Linked DNA regions of Mus musculus: all the other regions are linked to region 4. The links are chromatin contacts, called in public HiChIP or PLAC-seq and Micro-C maps. All regions are on one chromosome and are shown on one strand. Each heading gives the region's core, a stretch centred on a gene start, on an enhancer-like site or on the middle of the called end of the contact. The rest is flanking DNA. Distances are from core to core; before and after follow the strand shown.

The links. Hi-C and Micro-C count contacts between places; a contact is called where the count stands out from the background. HiChIP or PLAC-seq counts read pairs in DNA pulled down with a chosen protein or histone mark.
Region 1: a Micro-C map of embryonic stem cells shows a contact between it and region 4, with 2.0 times the contacts expected there. The contact joins the promoter of Smo here to the promoter of Irf5 in region 4. A contact is called at or near these places in 2 of 484 Hi-C or Micro-C datasets (both in embryonic stem cells), 2 of 115 datasets of contacts at active chromatin or transcription factors (embryonic stem cells and microglia) and 1 of 9 other capture datasets (liver).
Region 2: a contact with region 4 is called in an H3K4me3 HiChIP or PLAC-seq map of embryonic stem cells, with 35 read pairs. The contact joins the promoter of Fam71f1 here to the promoter of Irf5 in region 4. A contact is called at or near these places in 3 of 39 promoter capture datasets (cranial neural crest, embryonic stem cells and stem cell-derived epiblast-like cells), 3 of 115 datasets of contacts at active chromatin or transcription factors (bone marrow-derived macrophages and embryonic stem cells) and 3 of 9 other capture datasets (adipose tissue, embryonic stem cells and pancreatic islet).
Region 3: an H3K27ac HiChIP or PLAC-seq map of microglia shows a contact between it and region 4, with 4 times the contacts expected there. The contact joins the promoter of Ahcyl2 here to the promoter of Irf5 in region 4. A contact is called at or near these places in 5 of 39 promoter capture datasets (the 3T3-L1 cell line, HPC-7-derived erythroid cells, hippocampal neurons and 2 more), 1 of 484 Hi-C or Micro-C datasets (embryonic stem cells), 4 of 115 datasets of contacts at active chromatin or transcription factors (bone marrow-derived dendritic cells, effector CD8 T cells, memory CD8 T cells and 1 more) and 1 of 9 other capture datasets (liver).

What each region holds. Positions count from the first base shown.
Region 1 is chr6:29,734,144-29,737,016 of GRCm38.p6, forward strand. It overlaps Smo (smoothened, frizzled class receptor), which reads left to right and starts at 1,354. Exons shown (of 12, transcript NM_176996.4): 1 at 1,354-2,210. The coding sequence starts at 1,868.
Region 2 is chr6:29,317,242-29,320,464 of GRCm38.p6, forward strand. It overlaps Fam71f1 (family with sequence similarity 71, member F1), which reads left to right and starts at 1,899. Exons shown (of 7, transcript NM_001289663.1): 1 at 1,899-2,206. The coding sequence starts at 1,958.
Region 3 is chr6:29,767,162-29,770,236 of GRCm38.p6, forward strand. It overlaps Ahcyl2 (S-adenosylhomocysteine hydrolase-like 2), which reads left to right and starts at 1,282. Exons shown (of 17, transcript NM_001171000.2): 1 at 1,282-1,745. The coding sequence starts at 1,377.
Region 4 is chr6:29,524,968-29,527,878 of GRCm38.p6, forward strand. Irf5 (interferon regulatory factor 5) reads left to right here and starts at 1,658. Exons shown (of 9, transcript NM_012057.4): 1 at 1,658-1,807.

The DNA of each region.
Region 1 (2,873 bases), core at 104-2,603, 210 kb after region 4:
GAGAAGGTGCTGAGTACCAGTAAGCATGCATGTATTCATTTCTCTCTGCTCTTGATTGTGGATGCAACCAGCTAAGGTCCCTGTCTAAGGTTTTCCACAATGATGGACTATGACCTAGAATTGTGAGTCCAGAATACATCCTTTTAGCCTTATAGTTGCTATGTCAGGATATTTTATCACACCAACAAGAATAAAATTAAAACACAAAATGAGCCCCCAAATTGAATTAGATTCCTCACATAGTTCTGGAGACTTGGGTACCAATTAAGCATGTATCTGAAGTGTAGGAGTCAATTTGCTCTTAAACAACAGAGATAACAGAAACGATCTATATCTGGCTGACTGTGAGCTATTCTTACAGAAACAAGAAATGAAAAGCTATGCTATTGAGTTGTCCGTCAACAAGGAAAAGTTACTCAAGGTTCATTCAGTCCAGTCTCCTAGCCGTTGAGGGAGACTTGCTTAGGGGAGCTGTGACTTAAAGAAGCTGCAAGAAAGAAAGAACTGACGGAAGGAAGGAAGGAAGGAAGGAAGGAAGGAAGAAAGAAAGAAAGAAAGAAAGAAAGAAAGAAAGAAAGAAAGAAAGAGAGAAAGAAAGAAGAACTGAGTGGAGAAGGGAACGACAGAAACTTCATGAGGCAGCTGGGCCACAGGTATTCATCCAAGATGGACTAGTTTCCTGCGGACAAACCCGAAGGTGCATCAGGGACAGTTGATGGAAATCACAGTCCATCCAGCCCTGACATACCTGAGCGATAAAGGCTTGGTGTTGACATGTTCTCAGGATAGACATCTGTCCCCACAGGTAACAGCAGCTACTCTGAGTGACTCCGAGGTTATTTCCCCATATATATCTCGAGCAGGAAGAATTTAAAGAAGCAAAACCCCCAAACTCCGGTTCTTCTCCACCAGGGTTCTAGGTAAAGTTGAGAAAGATCTAACTAACAAAAAGCAAGAAAAGATTGGTAGGGCTGGGGAATTGGGCAGGAATGGAGTGAAAACTCTTGCCTGCTTTAGGCATCCCCCTGCCACCCTAAACTGAGAGAAATGTCCTCTCCTAAAAGTCACGTCAAACAACCTTAGGACCAACTAAAGATTCAGTCAAGTGCCTCTGGGACACAACTTGCACGCATCCCCCCCCCCCCCCCCCCCCGCGAGGGTCTTCTGTAGGGTGAAGGTTCCCGAATACCCCCACCCCAGCCCCTTCGGGCATTTAGGCCGCCAAAGCTGGGGCTCCTCCTCTCCAGCGTCTGACTCTCCCCTTGCTTTTCTTCGCTCGGGCCCTCCCCCAGCCTCCGCGGATGGGGGGGCCGGGCTTGGCTCCGCGAGGCCCGTGCATTCCAGAGAGCAGGGCCAGCTAGAGCAACAAAGGAGCCCGGTAGTCGGCAGGGAGAGCTCAGGGGGCTGCGGCGCGCTCGCGCGGAGGTGGCTGCTGGGCCGCGGGCTGGCGTGGGGGCGGAGCCGGGGACCCACTCCCGCACCCCCCCCCCCCCCCCGGCCGGCGCCTGGCCTCCATCGAGGGGCTGGGAGTCGGTTTTAATGGTGGGAGAGGGAATGGGGCTGGAGATCGGGGCCCCGGAGGGTTCCCAGGGTTGAAGACAGCTTCGATCTCCAGGCCAGGGAGTCCGGGGTCTGTGCATCCTGGCCCGGGCCTGCGCTGCTCAACATGGGGCCCGGGTTCCAAAGTTTGCAAAGTTGGGAGTCGAGGGGCCCGGACGCGCGCGGCGCCTGGCGAAAGCTGGCCCCAGACTTTCGGGGCGCACCGGTCGCCTAAGTAGCCTCCGCGGCCCCCGGGGTCGTGTGTGTGGCCAGGGGACTCCGGGGAGCTCCGGGGCGCCTCAGCTTTTGCTGAGTTGGCTGTTTGGCCATGGCCGCTGGCCGCCCCGTGCGTGGGCCCGAGCTGGCGCCCCGGAGGCTGCTGCAGTTGCTGCTGCTGGTACTGCTGGGGGGCCCGGGCCGGGGGGCGGCCTTGAGCGGGAACGTGACCGGGCCTGGGCCTCACAGCGCCAGCGGGAGCTCGAGGAGGGACGTGCCGGTGACCAGCCCTCCGCCGCCGCTGCTGAGCCACTGCGGCCGGGCCGCCCACTGCGAGCCTTTGCGCTACAACGTGTGCCTGGGCTCGGCGCTGCCCTACGGAGCCACCACCACGCTGCTGGCTGGGGACTCGGACTCGCAGGAGGAAGCGCACGGCAAGCTCGTGCTCTGGTCCGGTAAGCGCGCGGGAGTCGGGATTGCGACGCGGAGGTGATGGGACCGGCCACTGACGGAAAGAAAAGGCTCAGGCCTCAAACTGTTGGGCGGGCGCGGCTTGCACCCGGAATAGTTGGAGAAACGAGTCCGGAACTTTTGGGACAGGTTGCGTGCGGGAAGGAGACTCTGCGTGTTGGAGAAGGGGTCGGGGCAAGAGACCAGGGAAGCCAGTCGGTCACAAAGAGCCCGAGTAAGGATGGGGTTAGGGGGATGCAAGGAGGGAGAAGAGATGTATTCGTGAAGCAACAGTCCATGGGGATTCTGGGCAGTGTTCAGACCTTGAGGCAATCTGAGTTGTAGAGAAGAAAGAGAGGATGAAGGTGGAAGACATTTAAGGATTTGGAGGGAAGGGGCGAGGAAAACTTGTACATTCTGAGAAGGAAAAAAAAAATGCCTCCTTGTAGTAACTAAAAAGCCAAACGAACCACCTGGTAATCTTGATTTAGATCAGCCCAGGGAACCAATGATTTTTGTCTTGTTTTTACCCGTTTAAGTTTCCTTATCTGAAAAATGGAAGCTCTGATCCACTCGGGTTAAGAAGGAGGGAGACGATTTAAACAGTTGTTTGTGGCTCTGTGGAAATGTGAAGCCTCACGCCAGTGTATGCTGTGGAGGAACATTAA
Region 2 (3,223 bases), core at 649-3,148, 210 kb before region 4:
TTAACAGAAAAAAATCAGAGAAGTATTAGGGTTTGCAAGCATCTGTTAAATAGTTATTAAAATGATTCAAAGCGCTGAGGGTGGAAGGCTAGTGAGAACATGGAGGGAAGTGCTTCAGTGCTAACTGAAAAAGGAGCACAGCTTTTTAATGGCTATTACTTTTATACCACGGTTTTTCAGTTCCTAGGGGAATGCAAACCACAGGGTGTGGTGTATGACCCTATCCTTAAAGAATCTTACCATGGGGGGTGGGGGACATTTTTCCCCACATAGTAAGCAAAAGAAAATGAGGAATGTGAGTTAGACATTTCACTGCTACTCTGGGAGTTGTGACAAGGGTTTGGATAGGTGTAGCCTTGTGGCTGTGGAAGAGGGCTGGCAGAACAAGACTGGGAAAGCCTTGGGTCCCTCTGCCCCTCTCTGACTTTATGATGAAATGCAGGAATAACATCCAGCTCTGTCCTTTGCATATCTTTTTTCAAAACCATCTTTCTAAATTTATTGCATTCGACCTTGATGGTGACACATTAGCAAATCCTAGAATTGTGTTCAAGTTGGAATACCATTTCTCCTTACATTGACTCTGATTGGTGATCAGTCTGCTTGGTTCTTTGACCCACTCCACACCCAGGAATTTAGATTTTTTTTTTAATTTTTCTGGCTCTTGGGGAGATCCACTGTCACCGAGATGGGTGTGTAATGCTGCCCCTCCTAGCTGGTACCCATAGTCAGCCTTGTCGTCAGAAACTAATTATTGCTCCTGCTCCTTTAGTTTTGACCTCTGAAGGGAGAAAACTGCAGCTGCAACCAGCCAGCCATAGCAGCCAAAGAGCAGGCACTAGTAGCTCTCCTGGAAGCAGAAATGGTTCTTGCACGTAAGCCAGGGTGTGGGAGGTGGGGAGGAGGCTCACATGCTAAGTCAGGGGGTGAGGGAGTTGTATGTGTGTGTGTGTGGGGGGGTGATCACATCATGTGAGGCTCTGGAAATTAGTTTTGAATAGACATCAGCTTTTCATACTGTTTAGAATAGTTTACACTAAGAGAGTAAGGGAAGAGGCCAGCAAGATGGCTCCGTGGTGAGATGTCCCAGCAGATAAAGGTGTGTACTTACCGCCAAGCCGGATGGTCTGATAGGAGAGAATTTATTTTCATAAGTTGTCCTCTGATTTTCACATGCACTGTGGCACACTTGCACCCATTTGTACACACACACACACACACACACACACACACACACCAATCAACCAATCAACCAAATGTAAAGAGGGGAGTATGAACTACATCCTGCACACTCATGAACTCAGGAGGTTCAGGCGTAATACAACAAGTTCAAGACCTGTGTAGGCTGGGGATATAGTTTGGTAGGGCTCATTCTGCATGTATGGGTCCCTGGGTTTAATCCTCAGTAACACACAAACACACACACACCACCACCACCACCACCACCACTACTACCACCACCACTACCACCACCACCACCACACCACCACACACACACACACACACACACACACACACACACACACACACACACGAGAGAGAGAGAGAGAGAGAGAGAGAGAGAGAGAGAGAGAGAGAGAGAGAGAGAGAGAGGGAGAGAGAGAGAGAGAGAGACAGGAAGGGCCTTTCTTCTGGGCAGCGGCGGAAGCATCCTAACAGTCCTTGCTTCCTGCCTGCCTCAGGGTTTCCCAGCAAGTTCCGTGAATGCTCCAAGGGGGCCCTGAGAAGGATGTGGGATGTCAGTAAGTGCAGCCATGAGCATCACTGGCCCAGGAGGAAATGGGAGGCTCCTCCTCATTCCCTTTCTTGCAGGCCTGCTGTGGTTTTTCATGATGTCATCCATTCATCATTGTGAGCTGACCGGCTGCCCCTTAGGCCTTGGCCAGCTGCCCATGATCAGAAGGGAAGAGACAGATCCCAGGACAACAGTGCAGAGGGCCCCTGAGCATGTGCAGACATGATGACATCAGTTCCACCTAGAAAGTCTTGGTGGACATCGAAGAAGACAGTAAAAGTGATAAGATCATATCCAACCTTCCCTTCCTTGAATGCCTGGGAGAAGTTCAGGGGCCTCTTGCCTGTGGATGGGGAAACGAACCCTGGAGTGGGCCTGGGAGTGGAGGAAGGACTACTCTGCCAGATGGTTCATTCTCCAGAATTCAATCTGTTTCCTAACTCCGTGGTGTTCGAAAGCAACTTTGTTCAGGTACTCTTGCATGTGATTCAGAACAGCGCGGCTTGATTCTTCTAAACCTGTTCCCAAGATGTAACCAGAAGAGTTACCCCTAGAACTGCAGTGGAGGGTAAACTGAGGCAGGAGAGCTAGCAGGCCTGAGACACAAGGCTGACCAGGGTTTCTCCTGTAGGTGTACACTCAGTGAGAAAGGTCCGGCATTCTTTGCTGAGTAGGGACTTAGGTATTGGAACTCCTAATTTATGCCATTCTCAGGTCTGTCACCTGAGGCCAAGTTAAGGCAGTCAGTATTGGTTGGCAAAGAATAGGACCTAGGGGCCCAGAGAAACCTGAGCTTAGAGTGCAGGCTCTGCTCACTGGTGGGGAGGTACCATTGTGCATGAAACCTGTACAAATCTGTTTAAACACAACAAGCGAGGTGCATGGTCTAGTGGGTGCTTGGTGTGTTTTCAATCTCCCTCTATCTCCTGACCTCCCCTTGGGCCAGACAGAACCTAGAAGAAATAGAAGGGCCATGAGGATGGGTGTTTTCTAAGCAAAGTGGGGAAGTTGTCAAGGGGAGATCCACAGACACGAAGTAGATGCTAAGGGAGTTCTGGGTGATTGTTCTTGCTCTTGCATTAATAGTGGGCCCTTTAAGTCCTATTGGAGAAATGCCAGCACTCAGGAGGCTGAGGCAGGAGGATGCCCTTGAGAATGAGACTAATCTGGGCTATAGAGTAAGACCTTTTTTTGTTTAAATATGATAATAAAATGATGATAGTAATAATAATAATAATTACTCAGAAGCCCTACTAAAGTTTTTAGACCAATACAGATTAAAACACATGTCTGAACACAGCAGTATCCCTCATTTCCAAGGGACATTTGGCAATGTCTGAGACATTTTCAGTTGTCAGAGTGGGAGTTTGCTATAAGCATCTCTGGAGACAGAGGCTAAGGACACTGCCAAACACTCCACAATACAGCCTAATCCTCCTCTCCCAAAGAAGCTAAGTGGTACCACAGCATGACTCTAATCCCAACACT
Region 3 (3,075 bases), core at 32-2,531, 240 kb after region 4:
CTGTAGACCAGGCTGCCTGCCTCTGCCTCCCAAGTGCTGGGATTAAAGGCTTATGCCACCACCGCCTGGCTTTTAGTCTGATTTTTAAAATTATAAGCATTTATTTCCTTTTATCATTAAAAGACTATTGGAGAACTCTTCTTAAAAGAAAAAAAATTCTATCATCAGTAGAACATTACTTTCAGGTAAGTTTCTTCTTTTTGTGACAGGCTTTGGCTAAGCAGTCAAAGCTAACCTCAACACATTTCTGATTCTCAGGTCTCTGTCTCCTGAGTGTTGGGCTTACCACTATGACCAAATGGTACGCAATTTTATTTTATTTTTGTTATTAAAAATAAAACTGGCAGCTGGTGATCTGGTCAAAAGTTAATTGAATTTGTTGCTCATTTAGAGGGCCCAGGGTAGATTCCCAGTTCTTTTCTGGTCCTTTAATTACATGTGTGCGGTAGAATTAACTTTTTTTTTTTTTTTTTTAAAGACAGGGCCTTGCTTCATAGCTCAGCTGGCCTCGAACTATTATCACTGGTGACGCATACACTTCAGATGTTCAAATTATTACTGCGTACTCCACCATACCCTGACGAGATTTCTTTCTTTGGGGATTTGATTTTAGTTACTTAATTCAAGAGTACGCCAGAAAGCATGACAGCAGGAAATGGCTTATTTCTTTTCTTCTAGAAACCAACCCACTGAAGAAAGGCTCGGAACGGAATGGAGAAACCCCATGCCTTCTAGCCTGGAGCCGGAATTCATCTCACCTGACCTGCCGCTTTTCCTTTAAAGGCCGCCCACGTGATAGCACACATGCGCACACTCCGGAGGAAATTCACGCCGTCAGGGGAGCGAGTCATTCTTGCCCCCCACTTTCCCTGGGGTTTCTGGCATTCCTTTCCGGAAACCACAACCCCTCTGGAGACATTCTCCTCATCTATTCCGTCGCGTCATCCGTTTTTATACTTTTCTGTTAGTCGCTGTCCTGGGAGTTCCCTCTCCATCAAAAACTACTTTCCGGAGGAGGGACGAAAGGACTACAACTCCCAGGGGACTCTGCGGCCTATCCCCCACCCACCCCCCCGCGAGGCGAGCGCAGTGCAAGTTGGTTGCTGAGGTCCCACGGTCTTCTAGTCGCGTGCAACCCGGAGCAAGCGCACTACAGGTTCTGTGGCGCCTCGCGCGTGAGTCAGACAGGGGTGGGGCGAGGCTCGAGAGGCCGGGCTGGCGGCGAGCGAGCGGGCGGGCGGAGGAAGGGGGTGGGAGCGGAGGCGATGGAGGGGAGGAGTGGGGGTATGGGGGAGGGAAGGGGAAGGGAGGCGGGAGGCGGGGCCGAGTGGGAGCTGGTGCGAGAGTCAGAGTCGGCGGTTGCAGTGGAGGCGGTGATGTCGGTGCAGGTTGTGTCAGCAGCGGCAGCCGCCAAGGTGCCTGAGGTGGAGCTGAAGGATCTGAGCCCCTCCGAGGCGGAGCCCCAGTTGGGACTGAGCGCGGCGGCCGTGGGCGCCATGGTACCCCCAGCGGGTGGCGGGGACCCAGAGGCTCCAGCTCCGGCTCCCGCGGCGGAGCGGCCCCCGGCCCCCGGCCCGGGCTCGGGGCCCACCGCGGCTCTGAGCCCTGCGGCCGGGAAGGTCCCTCAAGCGTCCGCCATGAAGCGGAGCGACCCTCATCACCAGCACCAGCGGCATCGCGACGGCGGCGAGGCCTTGGTCAGCCCCGACGGCACGGTCACCGAGGCGCCGCGCACGGTCAAGAAGGTACTGGGGTCGGGCTGCCTCGCTTCTCGGAGAGGCGGGGAGGGCGGGCACGGGAGTGGCGGCCCTTCAGGGCACGGCGGCACCCGGTTCCACACCCTCTAGATCGTGGAGCCGAGAGTCTTCTCCCACCCTTGAACCCGCTCTTAGAGCGGCCGCCACCCGGTGCTCCGCTGCGAAGCGAAGCCTCTAGGTACCACGGGCGTACTTTACTAATAACATGGAGGTAGCGCCCTTCACTACTACTTGAACGAGGCAGGGGGAGGAGAAGCACCTACTACTACACCCGGCGCCTCCAGCACACTCCCGCGTGTAATTTTCCGGACTGTTCGGTGGCATAGAAAAACCTTCCCTCCAGCGATAAGGATAGCAAGATCTTTTTCCTTGGAGAACGAGGAAGCTGTAGTTAGCTCTCTCTCATGAGAGCTCGGGAAACCCTCTGAGTTGCCTGGCTTCTGTACAGATGATGACTTTCTGCCTTTCTGTGGCCAACAGCTCTCCACAGGGTAGTACTGATCTGTGCCCTTCCTTTCTAGCCATTGCAATTCTCTTGTACTGCGATTGTAGACCGGTAATGGAAAGATGCTTCATTCACCCTGAAGAGGGCTGGTCTCTAGGATTACCAGATTGTACCTGAAGAGAATGCTTATTTTATTCATATCTTTATCGTGAGCAGAAAGTGTTAGGAAGAAATGCTTGCTACTTTGAGGAAAGTAATCGTTTGGGGCTGTCGGCTTCCTTCATAAATAGAAACGTGTAATGATGGTACCCCCGAATTATTTATATATTGGCTATACCCTTTACCCACTCCCCTCGTTTTTTCTCCCATTTATTGATGTCAGCACAAGAGGTAAAAGACAAGATCTGTGGATCATCTAAAAAAAAATGTGGCTTTCATTTCTTGGGAACAGTATGAACACAATGATTTACGTTTTTTCCCATTATAATGGGTGCATTTTGTTCCGTCAGAACAACAGTAAAAAAAGATATGAAGTGTACATTGGGTTTACTATGTAGAGTTTAGGTGAACCTTGGCTCCAGCAAAACATTTTGTTGTAATTACCTCATGACTTAGGGCAGTTAACTTTTTCATTTGGTAGTGCTAAATGATGTCAGAGGCAAGACTGAAGGAATTTAACAGTGCTTTAGGGCATGCTGTGTCCTTTGCAGTTTGGTGTGTTGTCCTCCCCTCTCCATGCAATTATAGTTAAATGGAGGAATTACACTTAAAAGATGCAGCCTGGGCTAGTGCTGGAAGTACTTAGGTCAAAATTAGGAAATCCAAAGCCTATTTCTCACTTGTTAAGATGGTTTGTAGCTTTGGCCAAATCTT
Region 4 (2,911 bases), core at 408-2,907:
AAGAAGCCACAATTCTAATTAATTAATACCACGGTATCTGTCAGCAATCTAAGGCTTTAAATGTAGAGGGTAAACAGTATGTCTACAATGTATATATTTTACTTGCTAGCTAAAGTGAACAATGGGGTGTGTGTGTGGGGGGGGGGGGGGTAAACAAGATGGCTGGCAAGCCTGACAGCCTTAGTTCAGTCCCTGGGCCAGGCATATGAAGGAGAGAACTGGCTGAAGTTGTCCTCTGACATACTCATGCTTATGTGTACCCACAGATGTACACACAAAATAAATGTAATAACATTTTAATTTAACAATTCATTCAGAATATTTGTGTATTAAAAATATCTCTAGGACCGAAGAGATAGCTTGGTAGTTAAGAGCATCTGCTGTTCTTGCAGTAGACCTGGATTCAGATCTCAGCACCCACACCCCCTCGCTCACAACAGTCTCTAACTCCAGTTCCAGAGAATCCAGCGCCCTCTTCTGGTCTCTGCAGGAACTGCATGTTCACGATGCACATGCATGCTGACAAAATACTCATATACATAAAAAATAAAATAAATCACTAAAAAGAATTAAGATGGTAAACATTTAAAATATATGTGCTTATATCTTTAGTTAAGCTGCCTGCGATGCTACACCAAATCTCAGCTACTCAAGGCATCTGAGCCAGGAAAATCGTTTGATTCCTGGAGTTGGAGACCAGCACCGGCAACACAACTTTTTACCCTTAAAAGAGTTAAAACCCAAGAAACAAATACAATAACCCTTTAGAATTATGACAGGGCAGAGAAGGCAGGCACTTAGTAGCACAGTGCTTGCTTAGAATGTGCAAGGTCCTGGGTTCCATTATCAGTAAAATACAAATATAAAAATAAAAATTACTATAGATCATGAACCATGCAAGACAGGGTTGGTTCCCAACTAAGCTGAATTTCAGTGGAAATTAGACGTTAAAATCATATGGAAAAATCAAACGGAAAGACTCTGGAAGTCGTCTCCACCCCTCCTCCAAACCAATCAACAAATTACACCAAAACACAACAAACCAAAAGCTGACTCAAGGAAGGGGTAGACCTTCCTGGAAAAAACACTTAGACTATCAAATAATATGATGCTGACCCAAAAGTTGAAGAGTGAGAATCAGCGAATAATGTTCCTACATGAACAGGATGTGTGGAAGTTGAGGCCAGCATCGACTCGGACAGGAAGGCCCGTTTATGGAACCGGGAGGTCGGGGTGGGGGTGGGAACCCGCTCAAAGGGCAAACCCAAACCACGGTGAAGGTAAGGGCAAAAGAAGAGGTGGGCTTGTCAGTCACATGGTGAGTTGGAGCGGTCCGGAGGGCCAGTGTTAAGGCTGAGGAGACAGAGTGGCCCAAGGTATGTTGAAAGGGAGCTCTCAGGGGTCTCCCAATGCCCTGGAGTGTGGCTCCATCGACGCCCGCGCGCAGCGGATCTCCAGCTCCAGGCGGGCGCGGACTAGGTGAGGACAGGCTACAGGGTATCTGGGGACTGGGTGATGGATGACTCTGTCTCCCCGGATTCCCAAAGGAGCCCGGCGAGGGGCGCCGAGCTGTCTGCGGTCTCGCGGAGGCCCCGGGCTTCCCCGCGGTGGGCGGTGGATGGGTAGGGGCCCGGGGCGCGGGGTGGTGGCGAGGGGCGGGGCGGGGCGCTGCCCCGGGCGGGGGCGGCGCGATGCGGAAGTGCGGGGCGGGCTGGGCGACCCGCGGGCGGTGCAGCTCGGCGAGAGCTCAGCTCGGCCGCAGCGCCAGGCCGGGGCTCCAGGCTCCCCGCGGGCGCACAGCAAACAGGTAGGTCCCGGGGCTGTGGGCTGTGTTGGGCTCCTCGCCCCGAGGGCGGTGGGAACAGCCCCGGGCTTCAGCCAAGCCACGGCTCCGACCCACGGCGACCTGCACGCCCCGGGCACCTGCCAACGGGGCCAGCGGGGTCGGGATCCCGCTCCTCCGCGGTGGGCGATGATCGAAGGCGGCGCCGGGCCAGCGCGAATGGCTCCAAGGCGCTCCGCACCAGGCCAGCTCGGAGTGCCGGGCTCCGGCCGCCAACGTTCGCATGCTCGGGGAAAGTCCCAAGGGCCCAGTGGACATCCCCACTGCGCCTCGCCAGGGTCAAGGATGCCAAGCGCCCTGTCACAGTCTGGCGGGGACCAGGGAGGAGCGAGTTTCCGACCCCGACCCTGTCGGCACACAGCTCGTCTCTCCTCCCCGGCCACACCTCACTTTTTCGACTAAAGAGGTTGAGGTGTCAAGCAGCGATCCCTCCCAAGGATCTTAAAGCCAAGGACAGGAATCTGTGGGAATAGAGTTTGAGGGGAGACGTTGTCAAATAGAGGCTCTGCTCCTTGACTCGTAGCTCAAAAGGGGACGACGATTTATTCTTAGCTGTTGAGAAGAATCGGGGCGGGGGCTGATTAATGCTTGGTCTAGTTTCTTGACGGCCTGCCCCTAAACTTAAGAAGTAACAACTTAGAATCTGAACGTGAAGGGAAAGTGTAGTTGGGCCGAAACGCAGGCGGAGAGATGTCCCGGGCCAGTATTCGCCCTCGGTGCAGATGTCTCCCAGACTCCAGGTGTCTCTCGAACCTCCAGAGGACCCAGAGCGGGTACCTAGTAGCAGGGGTGGAAGTGGGGGCTTTCTTGGCCTCCTCCTGGCATAGCAAGGCGGACACGTCCCGGTCCAGAGGAGCGGACCAGGAACGGACACTAAGCCAGTAACCCCGCGATGACTCCAGGGGCTGACCCAGGTTCCTTCCCACCCCCACCCCCCTTCCCTCCGCGTTATGCCCCGGGTGGAGTCTGCCGGGATGATCAGGAGGGAACGACCTGGCCTGAACTCCAAAGTGAGGATAAGTGATCAGGACCAGAAAGGATGTGGACGGGGCTGACGGAGGCTGGAGA